Linked DNA regions of Macaca mulatta: region 1 is linked to region 2. The links are chromatin contacts, called in public Hi-C maps. All regions are on one chromosome and are shown on one strand. Each heading gives the region's core, a stretch centred on a gene start, on an enhancer-like site or on the middle of the called end of the contact. The rest is flanking DNA. Distances are from core to core; before and after follow the strand shown.

What was found. A called contact is a pair of places that touch in the nucleus more often than the background predicts.
Region 1: a contact with region 2 is called in a Hi-C map of fetal cortex germinal zone, with 1.9 times the contacts expected there. The contact joins the promoter of CAMSAP2 here to the promoter of DDX59 in region 2. A contact is called at or near these places in 2 of 14 Hi-C or Micro-C datasets (fetal cortex germinal zone and fetal cortical plate).

Annotation. Positions count from the first base shown.
Region 1 is chr1:58,390,779-58,395,237 of T2T-MMU8v2.0, reverse strand. It overlaps CAMSAP2 (calmodulin regulated spectrin associated protein family member 2), which reads right to left and starts at 1,346. Exons shown (of 17, transcript NM_001266713.1): 1 at 1,113-1,346. The coding sequence starts at 1,251.
Region 2 is chr1:58,320,611-58,325,237 of T2T-MMU8v2.0, reverse strand. DDX59 (DEAD-box helicase 59) reads left to right here and starts at 2,779. Exons shown (of 8, transcript XR_013417408.1): 1 at 2,779-2,902. It overlaps LOC144340888 (a long non-coding RNA gene), which reads right to left and starts at 2,267. Exons shown (of 4, transcript XR_013417429.1): 1 at 2,086-2,267.

The sequences.
Region 1 (4,459 bases), core at 97-2,596, 71 kb before region 2:
TAAAACTGAACTAAACCATTTACCAAAACATTACATAGTACTAAAATTGGAAATTAGTCACCACCCCCCTAAAAAACCCTATATTTAACATGTGGAAACTTGTGAGTACTACGGAACTTTTCAACAAATTATTTCATGTATCTAAAATTCACTAACTAGGGAATAGAAATCTTGTAAAATTACTCTTAAAAGTTACCAAATTACAGAAGCATCTTCCAATGAAAAGCAACTCTCTAATTTTTTAAGCATTTCACAACATGGGCTCCTAAAGCAACACTAAAGAATCACAACGGGAGGCCCTTTTCCTGTTATTTTGCAAAGACTGGGTTATGGAGGGAGTGTTTAACTGCTACTGTACTACACAATTTCTGTGTCAACAGCACTTGCCTTCAAAAAACTCCTCTATTAAAAAAATTCCCAAAGTAGGGAGTTTCTGTTTCTTTTAATTTATGAAGCCAAAATACATTTGGAAAAAAGAATATGCCTCACTGACAATAGGAAATGAAAACAGCACCCTACAGTCAGCAAACTGAACACTGGTTTTAAATAATTGATTTAGTAAGAACTTAACATGTGTGCAGAAGGCTGATACAGCCTTAAAGAATGACAACAAAAATTAATACTGCACTCGACACAGGCCACCTTACATCCGACGGAGCCTGAATAGCAGCCATCATTACAAATGTCAAAATCAATACAGTACTATGCACTATACACCCTCTCGCAATAATAAAGAAACCAAGTCAGATTTCTTGGTGGTGTAATCACAATTATGACTGAGACAGAAATGTATGCAGCACAATGAAGAAAATACCACAAATTAAAACCACTCTATGTAAAAACATAAAATTGCTCACTGGGTGGTGGTGGTGAACATTTTGCCATCCAATAAAAGGAATCTGGCCAAATCCCACCTGACCATTCACGTGCCCTTCATTGAAGACCAAACCTGCTTTCCGTATTTCTCCTTTCTTTCTCTTTCTAGCCTCCCATCATCTCCCTGAACCTGTACGAGAAGACAGGCACGGAGAGGGATTCGAGAATCGGGAACAAAAACCGGGATGTGGACCACATCAGGAGGAAGAGTGGAGGGAAGGGGTGACACCACTAACCTGTCCCAAAGGCTTTGGCCACCAGCCAGGCCAGATTGCAGGCGATTTTGGCCCTGGAGAAATCATAGTGGTCAAAGGGCTTGATGGCTGGAACAATGAACGTCTTTCTCATCTCCCTGGGGTCTGCAGCATCCCCCATCTTTCACGGCGGCTCCTTGGGATGTCCCGGCCCTAACCTTCACATGGCGTGGCCTCGCCGCCACGGGGGTCGGGAGGGAGAAGCAGTTCAAACCATCGGGGCCCGGGCGACGTCCGCCCGGGCGCCGACGGGGGAGAAGCTCAGCTGTCCGCGCCGCGCGCCTGCCGCCTCCCGCGGGAGCCGCCGCCGCCGCCGCTCCCGGGCATAGGAATGTGGCGGCGCCGTCTCCGTCCGTCCGTCCGTCCGTCCGTCCGTCCGCGCGAGGTCCGCCCCGCGCCCGCGCCCCTCCGAGCCACCCGCCCCGCGAGCCCGCGTGTGAGCGAGGCCGCCTCCCCTTTGTCTCGGTTTAGTCACACGGGCTTGGGGGAGGGTGGAGGCTGGAAGGGCCCGGAATTTTAAGGGAGGGGGGGTGGGGGAAACCTTCAACAATCACGTTGTGGAAAATGTCCCCGCCATCGCGATGCCCGCACGCCCTCGCCTCCCTCTCCCCTTCCCTCGGAGCGGGGAGACCCCTCAGGCCCCGGGTGGCCGGAGGGACGAGCGGGACGAGGGGGAAGCACAGGGCGAGTTGGCCCACCCAGCGCAGCCCGGCTGCGGCCCGCGGGAGACGCAGCAGCGGAAAACGTCAAAATCACTGCGGCTCGCAGGCCGCCGCCGACCCGTCCCCTCCTCTGCGCTCCCTCCCGTCGCCGTCTCCTTCCCCTGCCGCCGTCGCCGCTGCCGTCTCCCGGGTCTTCCTCCCTTGCTGACGGCGAAGGTGGTGGCCTGGGAGAGGCCGCGAATCCCAAGCTCTCAGTTCCTGTCTTATCAGTTATGTCCTTGTAATTTTTTCCTGCCCCTCTTTCTGCAGCCCGCTGAGTCGTTCCCTCTCAGCCGCCGCCGCCGCCGCTGCGGTTTTCCGGCTGCGGCACTGGATGGAGGAACAGATGCGGGGACTGAGCATGCGCCCTCGCGCGGCTCCGACCCCCGCCCCCGCCCCCGCCCTGCTTCCCTCCAGTCGCCGGCCCACTGAGCATGCCCAGCCTAGCTCCCCGCCCGCGCCCGGGATTCGGGGCGGCTGCCTTTTAATCATCGCTCTGGAGTACTCGCTTGAGTGGACATCCTCCACGTCCCTGGCTTTTGGCTGCTGCTGCCTGCACTGCTGAGAGAGGAAAAGGAAGACAGGGAGGAGGGAGAGGCCTGGCAATAGCTTTCATATTCTACTTAGTGCTTCTTAGAAAAGAGTTGATATTTATTTAAAATGCTCATTATGTGACACACACTTTGCAGCGAACTTGACCTGCACTTTAGCCCTCGCGAGGTAGATGTCATTGCTGATTGTCCACGAAAGAGAGGTGGAGGTGATTAGGTCGTACATGGAACTTAACCACTGAGGATCTGTGGGGGCTCCAAACCTGTGTTAATTTCATGATATCCAGATATTTTCTTAACTCAGTGCTCTCCACTTAAATTTTATCTCTGGGATGGGAACACATCCATCAATGCCTCCCCATTCGCTCAGAAAAGAGCATAAATTCTTTCACAAAGCAAGCTAATGCCCTTTGTGACCTGGCATCTGCAGGCCTTTATAGCTTCATTTTGTCAGAACTGCTATTTTCTTCAATGAGCATCCCTTCTCAGATCTCTACCTCCTTGCTCAGGGTGGTTCCTCTGTCCACCCAGCTTACTCCTACTGCACCTTCAAACTCCACAGTAGTCACTTCCTCCATGAAGCCTTCCCTGATAGCTGCTGACAACTTTCCAGTCAGGGCTGTCACATAGGTGCCTCCCCCGTTGTTCCCAGAGCACCCTGTTCTTAATTCTGTCGTAGCATTTGTCACATTGTGTGGCAATCATCAGTTACTTGTCTGTTTTTCCCATTGATGACATGATGATGGTATATCTCCAGCACCTACACGGTACCCAGCCCCATAGTATAATTGCTCAATTAATGGACTACATGTGAATATTATCAAAGTTAACACACACTGAGCTTACTTAAATCACTAGCTCCTCACATCTCATTTTAATACATTATCTAATCTTATTTTAAAATTATTGTTATTATTATTATTGAGATGGAGTCTTGTTCAGTCACCCAGGCTGGAGAGTGATGACAAGATCTCAGCTCAGTGCAGTCCACCTCCAGGGCTCAAGCAATTCTCCTGCCTCAGCCTCCTGAGTAGCTGGGACTACAGGTGTGCCCCACCACACCTAGCTGATTTTTTGTATTTTTAGTAGAGATGGGGTTTCACCAGGTTGGCCATGTTGGTCTCGAACTCCTGACCTCAGGTGATCCGCCAACCTCAGCCTCCCAAAGCCCTGGAATTACAGGTGTGAGCCACCGTGCCCAGCCTATTATTATTATTTTTTGAGACAGGGTCTTGCTTTGTTGCCCCTGCTGGAATGCAATGGCGAAATCACGGCTCACTGCAGTCTTAACCTCCTGGGCTCAAGTAATCCTCCCACCTCAGCTTCCCATATAGCTGGGACTACAGGCACACATCACCACACCCAGCTAATTTTGTTTATTTTTTGTAGAGATGAGGTCTCCCTATGTTGCCCAGGCTGGGCTCAAACTCCTGGACTCAAGGGATCCTCCCACCTCAGCCTCCCAAAGTGCTAGCATTATTTAATTTTAATATTTATAAAATCCTGTATTATCTTCATTATACAGATGAGAAAACTAAGGCTCAGAAAAAAATTTAATTACTCTTATTTTGCACAACTAGTAAAGGCAGAGGGCAGCTCCGTCAAAAAGCAGGTCCCTTTGTTTCTGTTTAATCCCTGCAAACACTCCTCCTTAAACCTAGTAGGGTACAACAGATAAGGCTTGTTAACAATGTGGGATATGAAAAGAATGTGAGACGAATAATATGCCACAGGGTGGTTGATGTAATTTTTCCAATAATTTAATTAATATTAATAGAGTTTTTCTCATGGGCAAGGAAGACCCTTTGCTGTATCACATGGAGGATAATAAAAGTAACATATAGATAACAGCTCACACAGCATGTTCATATGATAACTAATTTCCATATCTATTTTATGAAGTAGGAATTATCATTGTCTTCCAATTCTAGATGCAGGACTGAGAATTGCAAAGATTAAGTGGCATGGCCGAGATTTCATGGTTGATTCATATCTGAATCCGGCTTCAAATTCAAGCACAGGTCTTCTGGCTCCACTCCTCTGGCACTTTTCCCTGTGCCTGCTCTCTTTCTGCATT
Region 2 (4,627 bases), core at 1,530-4,029:
TATCTGAAATACCAAGTTTGATTTATTTGCAAGTATCATGTATCTATCTATTGGTAAATAAACATTCTTCTCTGGTTTTAAAAATATATAAAAATTGACCATAGACAAGCCATACAGCATGATCGGGCTACTGTACTCCAGCCTGAGTGACAGAGAGAAGATCCTGTCTCTTTAAAAAAATAAAATAAAAAACAGAGAGAGGAAAAAAAGACTTCATAAAGAAAATGAAAATATTTTGGACTAAATCCTGGATTAGGGGAAAAAAATAGCTCTAAAACATCTTAATGGAACAACTGGTAAATTTTCAATAAAGACTGCACGTTAGCTACTCGTACTATATCAATGTTAAACTACCTAAATTTCAGCCAGGCCCAGTGGCTCATACCTGTAATCCCAGCACTTTGGGAGGCCAAGGCAGGTGGATCGCTTGAGCCTAGCAGTTGGAGACCATTCTGGGCAACATGGCAAAACCCCATCTCTAACAACAAAAAAATTCCAGGCGTGGTGGGGTGTGCCTGTAGTCCTAGCTACTCGGGATGCTGAGGTGGGAGCCTCACTTGAGCCCGGGAGGTGGTTGCAATGAGCCGAGATTGCACCACTGCACTCCAGCCTGGGTGACAGAGTGAGACCTTGTCTCAAAAAACAAACAACCTCAATTGGAACATTTTTCTGTGAGTATAAAAGAGAGTATCATTGTCTTTGGAGACATATGCTACAACGTACTCCCAAATGGTTCAGAAAAAAAAAAAAATATATATATATATAGTATACATATTTTTTATATATCGTATCTCCTACACACAAATATAGCAAACTGTGAACCTATGTGATGGGCATACAGGAGTTCATTAATCCTGAAACTTTTTGATAAGGTTGATTTTTTTTCAAAATAAGTAAAAAAAATTTTTTTTTATTTTAAAACGCACACTATAAACAGAAAGATATCTGCAACACACACAATTAACAAGATTGTTATTCATTATATATACATATATACGTTATATATACACTTATATATGTATACACACACACACCCCCTTAGAAGGGGAAGAGAAAACATGAAGGAATAATCAACATATTTCAAAGTGCTCAACCTTATCAGTAATTACGAAATGCAAATGAAGACAAAAACATGGTATTTATTCTGGGTAGACTAGCAAAAACTAAGAAGTGTGAAAATAACGAGGATTAGAGAGAATTGTGGTCGGTACTGGCGGCCGTACAGATTGGTACAACCACTTTGAAAACAATTCTGCATTATCTTTGAAAGCTGAACAGCCCCCATAGCCTCTGATGCCGTAGTGCTGCTCCTAGGTTCAAATTAGAGTCCAGCGCAAGTACAGAAGGTGAACAAGAATGCTCCTACTAGCCCTGTTAGTAATTACTAGGGGCAGATTCAGGTTTTGTGGGGTATGAGCTTATATAATTGGAGAAGAGTGAGGCTTTTAAAGAAAAAGATTCAGAATTATGAATAAAAATTAGGTTCAAAAGTGAATATTTTTTATAATGGCAAAAGAAATTACAACAATTACAAATTTCACAAAACCCAGGAAAAGAGTTCTGTCATAGGTATGTGACCTACAAACTTGGGAAGTTGATACATTTAGTCTGTGTGATTCCTATCAAAAAAGAAAATACTTAAAGCGCATTTATAATCCTACCGGCTACAGTATTGAATACATTCCCAACAGGAGAAAACTTCCTTTTGACTGGGCAGTAAGAAATAAATGTTCTGTTAATACACTTAACAACTTGGATGAATCAAAAAAACAAATGTTGAGCGATAAAAAGCAATTCCAGGCTATATATAATTTTATAAAGCTCAAAAAGAAAAATACACGAATACACAGTTAGGAATGCATCCAAATATGATAAAACCACTAAAAATGACAAAGAGGGACAAAACGGAAGATGGTGGTGAGCTAAGAGGCCAGGAGTAGAATCCTGGAGATGCATGGATACATGCTAAATACTGATAACGTGGTGGAGTGATACTTTCATTAGTATACTTTACATTTTACATATTTGGTAAATAGCTATTTTGTATGTATCGAATATTACATCGAAAATATTTACTTAAGGCACCTGAATGTAAGCTGGCTTCCCTCCTTCCTCTCCCGTGCTGTCTCCTTTCCCCCATCACTTCTCAACTACAAACTGCTTGGGACACGTGGCTCCAGAGGTTGGCAAAACAGGGAAATGTCAGCCCACAAGGACCAAGAACCGTGACTTGTGTTACTTTCTTGTTGGTGTTGGGGCTGGCGGGGAGGGGTGCGGTGGTGCAGGAAATATTATCCAGCATATCAAATACGCCACATCAAGCTGACTCTGAATTTTGAGTGGCTCTACTAAAGCCAGAAAAGGGTTTTTGAGCCCAACGGGAAGAAGCGCCCCTCCCTTTTACACTCACACTTCCCACTTTCTAAGGGTGCCAGGCCCCGCGCCGCCCTGCTGCTTCTTTGCTTACGTTCCGACTCTTAACCACCAATCCCAGCCTACTCCATTACGTAAATTATTCCAAGGATTCCCAAATGTGCCCCTCCGTCCAGAACCCGCCCAATCCCGACCGGTTCCGAGATTTACCGCCAGCCCAGAGCCGGGCGGGGGCGTGAAAACGCGAGGAGCCTTCCCGCCCCTCTCCTCATCCCTCCCTCCCAAGCCACTGCCGGCTCCCAGCCGAGCTCCGCCCCCATGGTGGCCCCGCCTCCCCACCGCCCGGAAAGCGGGCTGCGGCCCCCTCCCAAAACCCGGAGAAGTGGATTGTGCGCTCCGCTCCGCACCACCAGTCCCGGGCCGCCGTCCTGACCAGCGGGTCAGGGCTTGCCGGGCGGAAGCCTGGCCTGGAGCCTGGAAGGGGGAGCCGGCCCCGAGCGGGAGCGGACGCGGCCTCAGGCCTGCGCTGGTGAGCGTGCCCCGGAAGCCCGGGCCCCTGGCCGTCCTGCTGCCCTTTCTCCTGGAGCCCGGCCGCTAGGCCGCGGAGGGAGAACGGGTGCCTCTGCGCTGCCCCCCCCCCCGCCCCGTCCTTACAGTTCCCCGTGTCCCAGGCCTCTACCCGGAACCGGAGCCCCGCCCGTCTCTCAGCAGCTCCATGACGTGAAGCGCCTCGGGGTGCGGTGCCGCCGGGCGTGGGTGGGAGGCAACGCCCGAGAGGAGGGCCCGCCAATGTGCGGGGATGCGGGGGGCGTTGGCGAGATTTGCAGGCTGCGCCGCTGCCCGCCCTCCCGGCATGAGCCCGTTCCCTTTCGCCATTGGAAGACTTTTGAGTTCCAAGCTTTTTCCTGCTCGCATAGAGCCGTGCCTGCGCTGCCCGCCACCCCACGTACAGTTGCATTTCTGTTGGAATTTTTCTGGAAGTTGGAATCTGGCAGTTTAAACAAAGAATTTTTGTAAGAAAAACATTTGTTAGGATATTTGATAGTCCCCAGATTAGGTTAAAAGTCTTCTTCCCAATCACTGTAATTTTGCAGATATGTTTTTGGTGTAAATGGGTATAGATCGGGGTTGATGAAAAGAATCAAACTCAGAAAAATATTTGAAGAGATTTATTTTGAGCTAAATACAAGCGACCATGGCCAGTGACAGTCCTCAGGAGGTCCTGAGAACATGTGCCCAAGGCAGTTGGGGTACAGCTTGGTTTTATGTATTTTAGGAAGGCATGAGACATCAATCAAATACATTTAAGAAATACATTGGTTTGGTTTAGAAAGGCAACTCAAAGCCGGGGCTTCCAGGCTATAGGTAAATGTAAACATTATCTGGTTGATGGTTGAGGTTATTAAAAGGAATGTTCAGGCTGAAGATAAAGGATTGTGGATACCAAGTTTTATTGTGCAGAGGAAGCTCTTAGATAGCAGACTTTAGAGAGAGCAGGTTGTAAATTGTTTTATATTGGACTTAAAAGGGTTCCTGGCTCTTAGTTGATTATCTCCTGGATCTGGGAAGGAAGGAAGGAAGGAAAACAAAGCGGGGAAGGGAATTCTCTATAAAATGGGGATTTTTCCTACAGGAGACTTTGCAGGGCAATTTTAAGGTATGGCAAGGAAATATATTTTGGGGTAAAACATTTTTATTTTCTTCCTTGTTATGCCAGAGTCAGATTGGAAAGTCAGTCACTGTGTATTGGCTTAAATAAAACCCATCTGATAAGAATTTATGGTTTATAGGACATGACTCTCCAGACCCCTTAGAAAGGAATTCGGGTAAGATAAAAAATTAGAGCTTAGTCCTCATATGGTTGAGAGCTTGTGCTCTGGATCCAGAGTGCCAGGGCTGTAACACTTAAGAATTGTGCAAGCACGACTGGCGCGGTGGCTCACGCCTGTAGCACTTTGGGAGGCCGAGGCGGGCAGATCACAAGGTCAGGAGATTGAGACCATCCTGGCTAACACGGTGAAACCCCGTCTCTACTAAAAATACAAAAAATTAGCGGGGCGTGGTGGCGGGCGCCTATAGTCCCAGCTACTCCGGAGGCTGAGGCAGGAGAATGGCGTAAACCCGGGAGGCGGAGCTTGCAGTGATCCGAGGTCGAGCCACTGCACTCCAGCCTGGGCGACAGAGCGAGACTCCGTCTCAAAAAAAAAAAAAAAAAAAAATTGTGCGAGCCTGGACAAACCACTTAAGTGGCTCA